Linked DNA regions of Mus musculus: region 2 is linked to region 1. The links are chromatin contacts, called in public HiChIP or PLAC-seq maps. All regions are on one chromosome and are shown on one strand. Each heading gives the region's core, a stretch centred on a gene start, on an enhancer-like site or on the middle of the called end of the contact. The rest is flanking DNA. Distances are from core to core; before and after follow the strand shown. Region 1 has its middle 13 kb from the start of Snrk. Region 2 overlaps Abhd5 (abhydrolase domain containing 5).

The links. HiChIP or PLAC-seq counts read pairs in DNA pulled down with a chosen protein or histone mark.
Region 2: a contact with region 1 is called in a FOXA1 HiChIP or PLAC-seq map of pancreatic cancer cells. The contact joins two enhancer-like sites. A contact is called at or near these places in 1 of 115 datasets of contacts at active chromatin or transcription factors (pancreatic cancer cells) and 1 of 9 other capture datasets (liver).

The regions. Positions count from the first base shown.
Region 1 is chr9:122,102,223-122,106,935 of GRCm38.p6, forward strand. No RefSeq gene overlaps it. Among named protein-coding and RNA genes, the nearest start is that of Snrk, 13 kb to the right of the region's middle. Within about 2 kb of position 1,824, at least 30 of the 459 cell types and tissues checked have an H3K27ac peak or open chromatin away from gene starts, as enhancers often do. A contact at or near this core is called in pancreatic cancer cells, where this site is marked.
Region 2 is chr9:122,376,646-122,381,358 of GRCm38.p6, forward strand. Abhd5 (abhydrolase domain containing 5) reads left to right here. Exons shown (of 7, transcript NM_026179.2): 5 at 1,214-1,325; 6 at 2,177-2,363; 7 at 2,868-4,713. The coding sequence ends at 2,957. Among named protein-coding and RNA genes, the nearest start is that of Gm46135, 3.8 kb to the right of the region's middle. Within about 2 kb of position 2,901, at least 34 of the 459 cell types and tissues checked have an H3K27ac peak or open chromatin away from gene starts, as enhancers often do. A contact at or near this core is called in pancreatic cancer cells, where this site is marked.

The sequences.
Region 1 (4,713 bases), core at 574-3,073:
CTTCCTCCACCAGTTTGATCAAAGTACCATTTTACATAAAGAAAGGTGATGCTGGTGGGGCCCATGGGGCTGGCTGATTATTCTCTGCTGTGCACAGCAGCCCCTAGGCTTTTTGGGATTTGAGAGTAGATTTCAATAGTCAGAGAGAAATCAGAAAAACGTTTTTCTTTTTGGGGAGTATGAGGACTCTGTTTCCAGGAAGCTGTAACCTTGCAAGGATAGAGACCATGAGCTGATCGTTGGACCCTTGTGCCTCTCGGATCCACCCTACACACATCCACTCTGGAATGCTGGCATCCTTTTCTCCAGAAAGCCTCTATCAGTAGCTAGTGTGCTGAGCACCAGGTTCTGAGCCCAATATTGCTTTTGTCCCTCAGCTTCGCCCCTCGGCATTCTCGTTATCCCGTTTATCAGACCAATCCACTGGGTATTCCTCGGTACAGTTCCTCTGTTTGCCCTCCAACACGGCTGCTCCTCCTCTTCCTCCTCCTCCAACACGGCTGCTCCTCCTTCTTCAAGATGACTTGCTGTCCATTTGGAATCCTGCTTTAAGTCAAGTTATACAGACTCCGAGAACCTCCAGCAGCAACTTATTAGAGACACAGGATCACAGCCTTGACCCTCGGACCCCATCCCACAAGAATTATACCTCAACGAGACTTCTGAATAATTTGTGTGTCCTACACTGCAAAGCGAAGCTATTGAAATGCCTAAGCCTGGTACCAGCAGCCGTAAGATCCAGCTGTACATCGCACAGGCTCTTGGGATCTGCTTGCACATGGAAACATCTGAAAGTAAGACGGAGGAGTCTGGAGGGGCAGACGTTCCTATGCGATTGCTTTAACTTTCATACACAGGAATGGGAGAAATGGCACGGAGGTTAAGAACACTCCCTGCTCTTGCAAAGGTCCTGGATTTGGTCTCTAGCAACCATGTTGGACGGCTAACAACCATCTGTAATGTCAGCTCCAGGGGATCGTGTGCCTTCTTTCGACCTCTGCAGGCACCTATACGCAAGAAGTACATATACTCACATACAGAAACACACACATATACATAAGTGAGGATAAAGCTAAACTTCATAGACAAATATAATTTTACAAGAAAAGAGATGTTATATAAAGATAAGTTACTACAATAAATGTATTTAATAAATCATTTGATTATAAATTTTAGCATATTATGAATTATTAAACATTGTCATAATGGGTATATATAAGTATTGGATATTTTATGTGGTGATTTTATTTTGTACATGAAATATTGTATTTTGTGTATTACAACATTTCCAAGATGGCTGACTTCTCATTGGGCCTCCCTCCCATCCTGCTCCCATTGCTGGTCTATTCCAGGAGCATTGTTGGTTAATTTACACAGATACATACTTCTGAAGAGATCCTATGTGAATGCATGGTTACTTTGTATTGAGTATTTGTATTTGTTCTTATACAAATGGCACTTGTGGTATTATTATGAAGTTTCCTTAGCCAGCAGTATGCTTTGAGGGTCTGTCTACCTGCTGTGTGGTGCTCCCTTGGATGGGTAGGTTAGGTGGAAACCGTTAGCTAGAGTTTGGTTTTGAATTGTCCTGTGTCTTGGACATGGTGTTGGACTCCTGGAAACCTCATGGGTTGGGGACTAACAACAGATCTCTAGTCACTGAGAGTCCCCTCAAAGGGAACTTTGGAAGCCTGGCCTTGTCCTCTCCTGCATTTCCCCACTGAAAACACTTTGCCAGGCACTTTGTACTGCAAATGTGCTGCCTCACCTCTAGTGCAACAGCAGTGGGGCCAAGCAGGACCTCCAACACTGAGAGCCAAGATAAGCCCTGACTCTCTCTCTGTAAGTCGATTATCTGGGGCGTCGTCTGTCACGGTGGAGGAACGCTGACTAACACCGTGGGGATTTAGGTATTTACAATTTTCCCTGATTGCACAAGCAACGCTCTAGTGAATGTGTTCAAACACACCTCCTTGCGCCAAGATATGTGGGTTTCTTTAATGTTAAGAATGGGACAGGCTGAGTGGAACTGCTGGTTACAGAGGTGTGAGTGTTCTGTGTGGTGTGTGAAACAGCTGCAGCCCTCAAATCTCCTATCTTCCAGTCTAATTCTGGTGTTTTGGGGTTGAATATTATGTGCTGGCATCAGGACTTCTGCTCCAAGGCCGTTTAGACTCAGTCCATAGGATCAGGGAGTGCTCTCACTGGCCTCTTCGTGTTCCCCAGGACTCCAGAGGAGCAGGGAGTGCTCACACTGGCCTCTTCGTGTTCCCCAGGACTCCAGAGGAGCAGGGAGTGCTCACACTGGGCCTCCTCATGCTCCCAGGGCTTCATCGAATCTCCAGTTTGCCAGCACCCTCAGAACTGAGGCCAGACAACAATAAAACCAAGTCTGTTGTAGTCAGTGTCTGAGCCCGCCTTTGCGGTTCTCAGGGGCCGGGGAACCAACTGCAATAAAGCTACCTGGAAACTGGTTTAAGGAGCTGGAGAGATGACTCAGTGGTTACAAACACAGTCTGCTTTTATAGAGGGCTGGAGTTCTGTCTCTAGCACCCATGTTAGGCACAACTACTGCTGTGACTCCAGCACCAGGGGGCTTCTACACCTCTGACCTCTGTGGGTGTACATACTCCCACCCAGAAATACACATGTATACATAATTCAAACAATACAAAGAAATCTTAAAAAAAAAAAAAAACAAACAAACCAGACTGAATTTTGTTTTCAGTAGAGGAGGACAAATCTGGAACCATTCATAGGTTTGACAAGCATGCTGACCTTGAGCTATATTCCCAAACTTTGGATCTTCCATGCAGGGTCTCCTGAGATTACAGGCATACACCACAGCCCCTGGCTTTAAAGGCAGTTTTGACCTCCACATATATATATAGTAGTCTCCCTAAGAATTGTAGAAAAGCTGGTAAGATTTGCACTGTGGCAGCTCTGTATACAGATACATACATTTCAGGAGCTTTACCTGGAGGCTTCTAGTGGTGTGAGAGTTCCTGCTGCCACATACGAATTTCTGCACAGCTATCATAAATGCAATTAAAACAAAGTAAAAAGCAAGCAAGCCATTGCTGTGCTCATGGCCCTCAGGTGAGCCTGTGCTCAGGTCTCAGCATGTCAGCCTCTGACACGGAATGAAAGGACAGGGACCTGATGTTCATTTTCAGAGACACTTTCCTCCTGGTTCTCTGGGGCAACCATGCCATGTTCCCCCTGGTTCTTTGGGGTCACCACGCCATGTTCCCCCTGGTTCTCTGGGATGACCACCACGCCATGTTCCCCCTGGTTCTCTGGGGTCACCACGTCATGTTCCTCCTGGTTCTCTGGGGCCACCATGCCATGTTCCTCCTGGTTCTCTGGGGCCACCATGCCATGTTCCCCCTGGTTCTCTGGGGTCACCATACCATGTTCCCCTTGGTTCTCTGGGATGACCTCCATGCCATGTTCCCCTTGATTCTCTGGGGTCACCACACCATGTTCCCCCTGGTTCTCTGGGGTCACCGCACCATGTTCCCCTTGTTCTCTGGAGTCACCATGCTATGTTCCCCCTGGTTCTCTGGGGTTGCCACACCATGTATCCCCTGGTTCTTTGGGGTCACCATGCCATGTTCCCCCTGGTTCTCTGGGGTCACCATGCCATGTTCCCCCTGGTTCTCTGGGGTCGCCATGCCATGTTCCCCCTGGTTCTCTGGGGTCACCACGTCATGTTCCCCCTGGTTCTCTGGGGTCACCACGCCATGTGCTGAGTTTTAAGACAGTCCTGACCCTAGGCTTTTCAGAGACTCCGTTTTATTTTTTCCCTTTGACACTTTTTACACAGAGAAAAATGTGTGACTTTTTTTGATGAGCAAACAGCCAAAGGTGTTTGGGAAAGGCTCACCACTTTTCTGGTGGCAACACACTCTAACCAAATTAATTAACAGATAGAACTTTAAAATATCACCTGACCTATATACGCTGCTTCTTATGTCCTCTCCTGACAAGGAGGATACTAGCTGGGAATGTGATGGCTACAGAGCAGGCACGAGGCATGGAAGTTCAGAAGGGAATTTGGGGACCATTCTCTTACATCCACACCCCACTTCAAATCCTCCTACAGATCTATAGTATATAGCATATATGGTATTTTTTTAATTATCTCCTTTTGGACCTTAATGTCAATGTTATTTTAATGCATTTATGCCTCTATATCTCCTGTCTTCAAGTTTTCCTACCTTCTAGACAGTCTCAGAGGAACACTGGGACAGGAGCTCACTTGTGCTCTACGAGTAACTAGGAGTCACAAGAAGCAATCAGTTTCCTTCTCTCCACCCTAGTTTCCCTTCCTCATGTCTAATGGCACAATGACTTCTTTCCCACCTGTCTGCGTCTATGATGCTGGTCTGTTAAGTTTGAACATATGTATGGAGCTGTGGACTCTGTGCTTTGCACAGTGAAGAAAGGTGTAAGGTGCAGAGGTAATAAGATACGCAGGATCCTGCCTGTGATGGTTGCTCCAGACTGTCACTTTGAGGGGCTTTTACTTCCAGTCATGTCTGTGAGGGAATTTCCATGAAGTTTATCCTAAAAAGGAACACACACCCTGGGTGCGAATGGCACCGTCCCATGGTCTGAGGAGACAGGGAAAGCCCTGAGCACCAGCATCCTCTTCTTGAGGTTTTCAGACTGCATACACGAGTGAGCAGCCGTCTCACCACCATGACT
Region 2 (4,713 bases), core at 1,651-4,150, 280 kb after region 1:
CAAAGCACGCTGGCCTCTGGTGATCACTTGAGGGTGTGTGGTTCCTCGGAGTTAAGAAGAAGATCCTAAAGCCTACGTGATGGGCTGTGGCGCTGACCCACGTACGTCCCTGTACTCAGATTTCCTCTTTCCTCCTCTATGTCCGTTTGATGGAGAGTAAAACCATCCTTGCGTGAACATTTTGGGCTCTGGATGATTTATTGACTCTGAGTATTTACTTATTTTGAGTGTTAGTGTTTAGACTCTCAGTCTTACCCATAGCCACAGGTATTTCCTTCCCTTATGGCCTCAGAGGATGATGGTCTGAGCTCCCACTTTGTCTCCATAAAACTTGTATAAGTTGTGAATGTTTTTAGCAATACATAACTGAGTATCTGATTAATGGCTTAAACCAAGGGGCCCCTTACTAGTTCCCTAATGCAAAGTCTGGGGCAGAGGTGGCTCTAGCATGTCTAGTAGCTTTCTTGGTGATGTTGGTTCTGTTTCTAAGCCTCTGGTGGTGACAATTCTCAACTTGACACAGGGTCTCACTGTGTAGCCCCAACTGGCCTGGAACCCAAAATGTAGATCACGCCAACCTCAAATTCACAGAGATCCACCTGACTTTGTCTTCTGAGTGGTAGGATTAAAGGTGTAGACCACCATCCTGGCCTATGTCTGTGATCCCTTTAATAATCTGGAGTCCTAGAACAAACACCCATGCCAGCAAGAGGCCTCTGCTCTTCTTCCTGTTTCCCTGAGGCCTTGTTCCCATCAGTTTGAATTTCCCAAACAAGTTCTGAGTTTATCTTAGAAAAAAATTATATATCCCATATATATCCCAGTGTGCTTACCTAGTCTTTAACATGTTGTTATTATGGGGGGGGGGGGGCTGGAGAAGAATACAAGCTAATAAGATGATATTAAGTTTAAGCTGCTCTATTCAATGACCTCATTTAGAAATTTATTCTACAATAACAAGTTCTAGGAAATTAACATATTTTGAGCTTGTAAAGCACACCTGTCAGCCAGTGTAGCATTCCCTTCAATTCTTTCATCTATTCTCAGGGAGCTTAAAAGCAATGTCCGGGATGTATACTTTTTCCAACCTAAGTTAGATATTTAGGACATAGATGTATGTACATAGCACTTACTGTGTAAACAAACACTATTTTTTTTTATTCTGTGAGTAAATTATAACTTAGAAGATTTGTGTTTTTGTTTCTGTCAATAGGGTTAAGTCTAGTGCAGCGTTTGAGGCCTGATTTCAAGCGGAAGTACTCCTCTATGTTTGAAGATGACACGGTGACAGAGTACATCTACCACTGTAATGTACAAACCCCAAGGTAAGGCTTTTGGTTCTGATTTTTTTTCTCATTTTTATTAGTTCTTTGAAAAATTTGTACCAACTATTTTGATTATATTTACTTTCCCTCAACTACCACAAAAACTATTGCTCTTCCCCATTTACCGAGCTTTGGGCAAGGTAAGAGTAGAAAGCAAAGTCTAAGGACGTGACCCCTGGAGGGCAAAGGCCTGACGTTCCCAGCAGGAACCTCAGGAAGGGAGTGTGATTCAGGGATATTTTTGCTTCATAGGGAGTTTGAAGCCAGCGAGTGTGGTGACTCCTAAGCTCACTTTAAGGCTCTGCCTCACTGACAAATACTGAGACAATCCTAGTTTAGCCAGGCCAGGGATGGTGCTGTAGTGCACTGCAACACTGCTTCACTAGAGGCAGACCTAGGGCAAGGCACACACAGCTTCTCCTGGTTCACTGGTAGTGGAGCTGCAGCAGCAGTCTGCCAACACAGGGTAGAGTCACTGCCAGGAGTAGAGCGGCTGTAGACTGGGGCCTAAGAGCCTGCAGTTCTGTGAGTGGCTGGCTGGCCACTTAGACCTGTGTTCATCAACTTGTTCAGCAGCTTCTAGAGCTTCTGCAGAGCATCCATTATTTCTGCTTTAGTTTCTATTTCAAATTAGAAGAAAACTTTGATTTAGTTACATTATACTATAGCCCTGTTTACCTAACAGCAGTAATATGTGGCTCCTCCCATACATTATCTAGTAAATAGTTTAAAAGTTTAAACAGATTTTTTTTTAATCCCAGGAAAGCCAAATATGAGTATGTTTTAACAGGTGAGACTGTAGCACAAACTCATTCCCTAAGTCACTCTGTATGGTTCTCTCCTCTCTGTAGTGGTGAGACAGCTTTCAAAAACATGACGATTCCTTATGGGTGGGCCAAACGGCCAATGCTTCAGCGGATAGGTGGCTTGCATCCTGACATTCCAGTTTCAGTGATCTTTGGAGCCCGATCCTGCATAGATGGCAACTCTGGAACCAGCATCCAGTCACTGCGACCGAAGTCCTACGTGAAGACAATTGTGAGTATGGAGCTGGCTTGGGCTTCCATTCAGGGACGTGTGTTTGATTATTCCCTCGAGGTTTCCAGTCTGGGCTCCACTCACAACCCCATTCAGAGACCTGACGTCACAGGGCTTTGGGCGAGGTTTGTGCCATACACACTTTGGTGTCCCAGTAGTGAGTCACCTTTCTGAGGTCTTCCCAGTCTCTCTGGAGACACTGAGAGACTGGCTCAGAATCAGATAAGCTCACACCCACTTCCCAGTGCAGTACACACAGTTGTGGTTTTTCCTGGGCCCTGCATTAGTCCTTTAGTTTAGAGTGTCATTTCTGCTGGCCCTTGCATGGTGGAATTGACTAAGATCCAGGAAGTTTTCCTGTTTATCCCAGAGCCTTCTGATAGAAAGCCTAAGTCATTTTCAGAGGAGTCTCCACTGTTCTTTTAAGAGTGGCTCTTTGCTTCTGGGGATCGCTGTGTTTCAGTACTGCTTTCTCACCTGCCGTGGTGGCTCTTCCTTTCCCAGGCCATCCTCGGGGCGGGGCATTATGTGTATGCAGATCAGCCAGAAGAATTCAACCAGAAAGTCAAGGAGATCTGCCACACAGTAGACTGAGCACACAGAACCATGCAGCACCCGTGACGGGTGCCGTTCATGAGCAATCCCCACAGCCCGAGGACCCCCGCAGTCTCCTGGACTGGACTCTGCAGCTTTCCACATTTAAACCAACCAGTGCCTTCTAGAAGAATGGCTTTCCTTTCTCCTACACAGAATTAAAATATAGGAGAGTCTCCCAATTTAATAATCGCCTTAAATAAAGGTTGTCCTTCTGATGTACTGAAAAATTGTGATTTTTCAGCTGAGACTTTTCTCAATTTCACCTAACTGCTTGTTAGGTGTTTGGTGTTGCAGTCCGTATGCCAGTGTACCTAGTCCATATGCCAGTGTACCTAGTCCATATGCCAGTGTACCTAGCGACTTCTGGGCCTGTGGTGTTAGGTGTTGGGAAGCTGCACTTTATTTTCCTTGCATGTATTTACTGTCTCTAACAACTAACATAGTTAACCCAAGTATTTTTATGTAAAAAGATTTCAATTTAGAATACTTCATTTTTGAGATGGAGTTTAGAATATTTCATTTTGAAATGGAACGAAAGGGTTAGGTTTTGATGTAAAAGACAGGAGTCAATCACTAGCGTTAACTTTCCTTGTTTTCCTGTTTTATGATCAAGGCCGTGTTTCAGCATTTTAAATGTGTTCCATGGTGACATAGTGCTTACAGCAACGCAGTTCCTGGGGCCCTTCTGTGTGTAATCTACAGGGTTCTATGAGAACATATGCATAGACTCAGCCATTCAAGTGCTGAGTAGCCCGAACCTGAAACCTGTCCCCTTTCCTTCCAGTATTCCCAGGACCCAGGATCTAGGTCCCCTCACTTGCAGGGATGTTAACACTGTTGCCTATCGGGAAACCAAGTCCCACTGTGTTCTCATGAGCAACCAGCTTACATGGTGCTTAAACTGGATTGCATTTTACCACTAACATTTAAAACTATGTGGTGCTGTTACGTCTCATGGCGCCAGAAATGAGATAGAACTTGTGGTTATTTTTATTGAATATTATGTTAATCTAACCACTTATATACTTGAAGTAAAATTATGAAAAAAATCTATTATGTTGTTTGAACTGTTTGGCAGAAACCACCATTGGATTTATAACTTTCTGACAGTGTTAAAGTGAGAGACAATTTGAAACTATGAAAAAGCTCCATGGAATAGCTGGATGCTGAGAAAGCCTTCTGTCTAGAGAACAGAGAACAAAGAGCATTGTTACCAACATTGTTTGTCCAGGAGAAAAGCAGATTACACAAATAAAACCTCGACCTCACAAATCACGACTCGATGACTTGAGCTATTACATTTTTAGTGACTAGTCAGGAAATTTTTTTGAAAATATAAAATTATATCACATGTAATTAACTGCCAGCAAGATTAGCTCCATACTTTAGGAGACCGTGAAAATCATATTGAAGCGGGACAAAGCAGCCTCCCAGCGACCCTTTATCTGACTCATTTAACGCATTAGGTTAGTGCAAGGAGCCACCGTGAGACCAAAAGTGCTTGTTCTCACCACCTTGAGAATAAAAATAGCCTTTTTCCCCCTTTATAGTTAGTGTTGTGGGTGGCCAGATCCACACTTGAGAGTGGTAGAACATTTGTGCAGGACTCTTACTTGGCAGTCACCAGCCTCAGTCTTTTGTTCACCAAAGAAAAAAAATTCTGCACAAGAAACCGGTCTGCCCAAAGAAACTGACTTCCCCACTGAGCTGCTTTGCTTTACTGGAAACCTGTGAAGCTTCCTAAACATTAAAA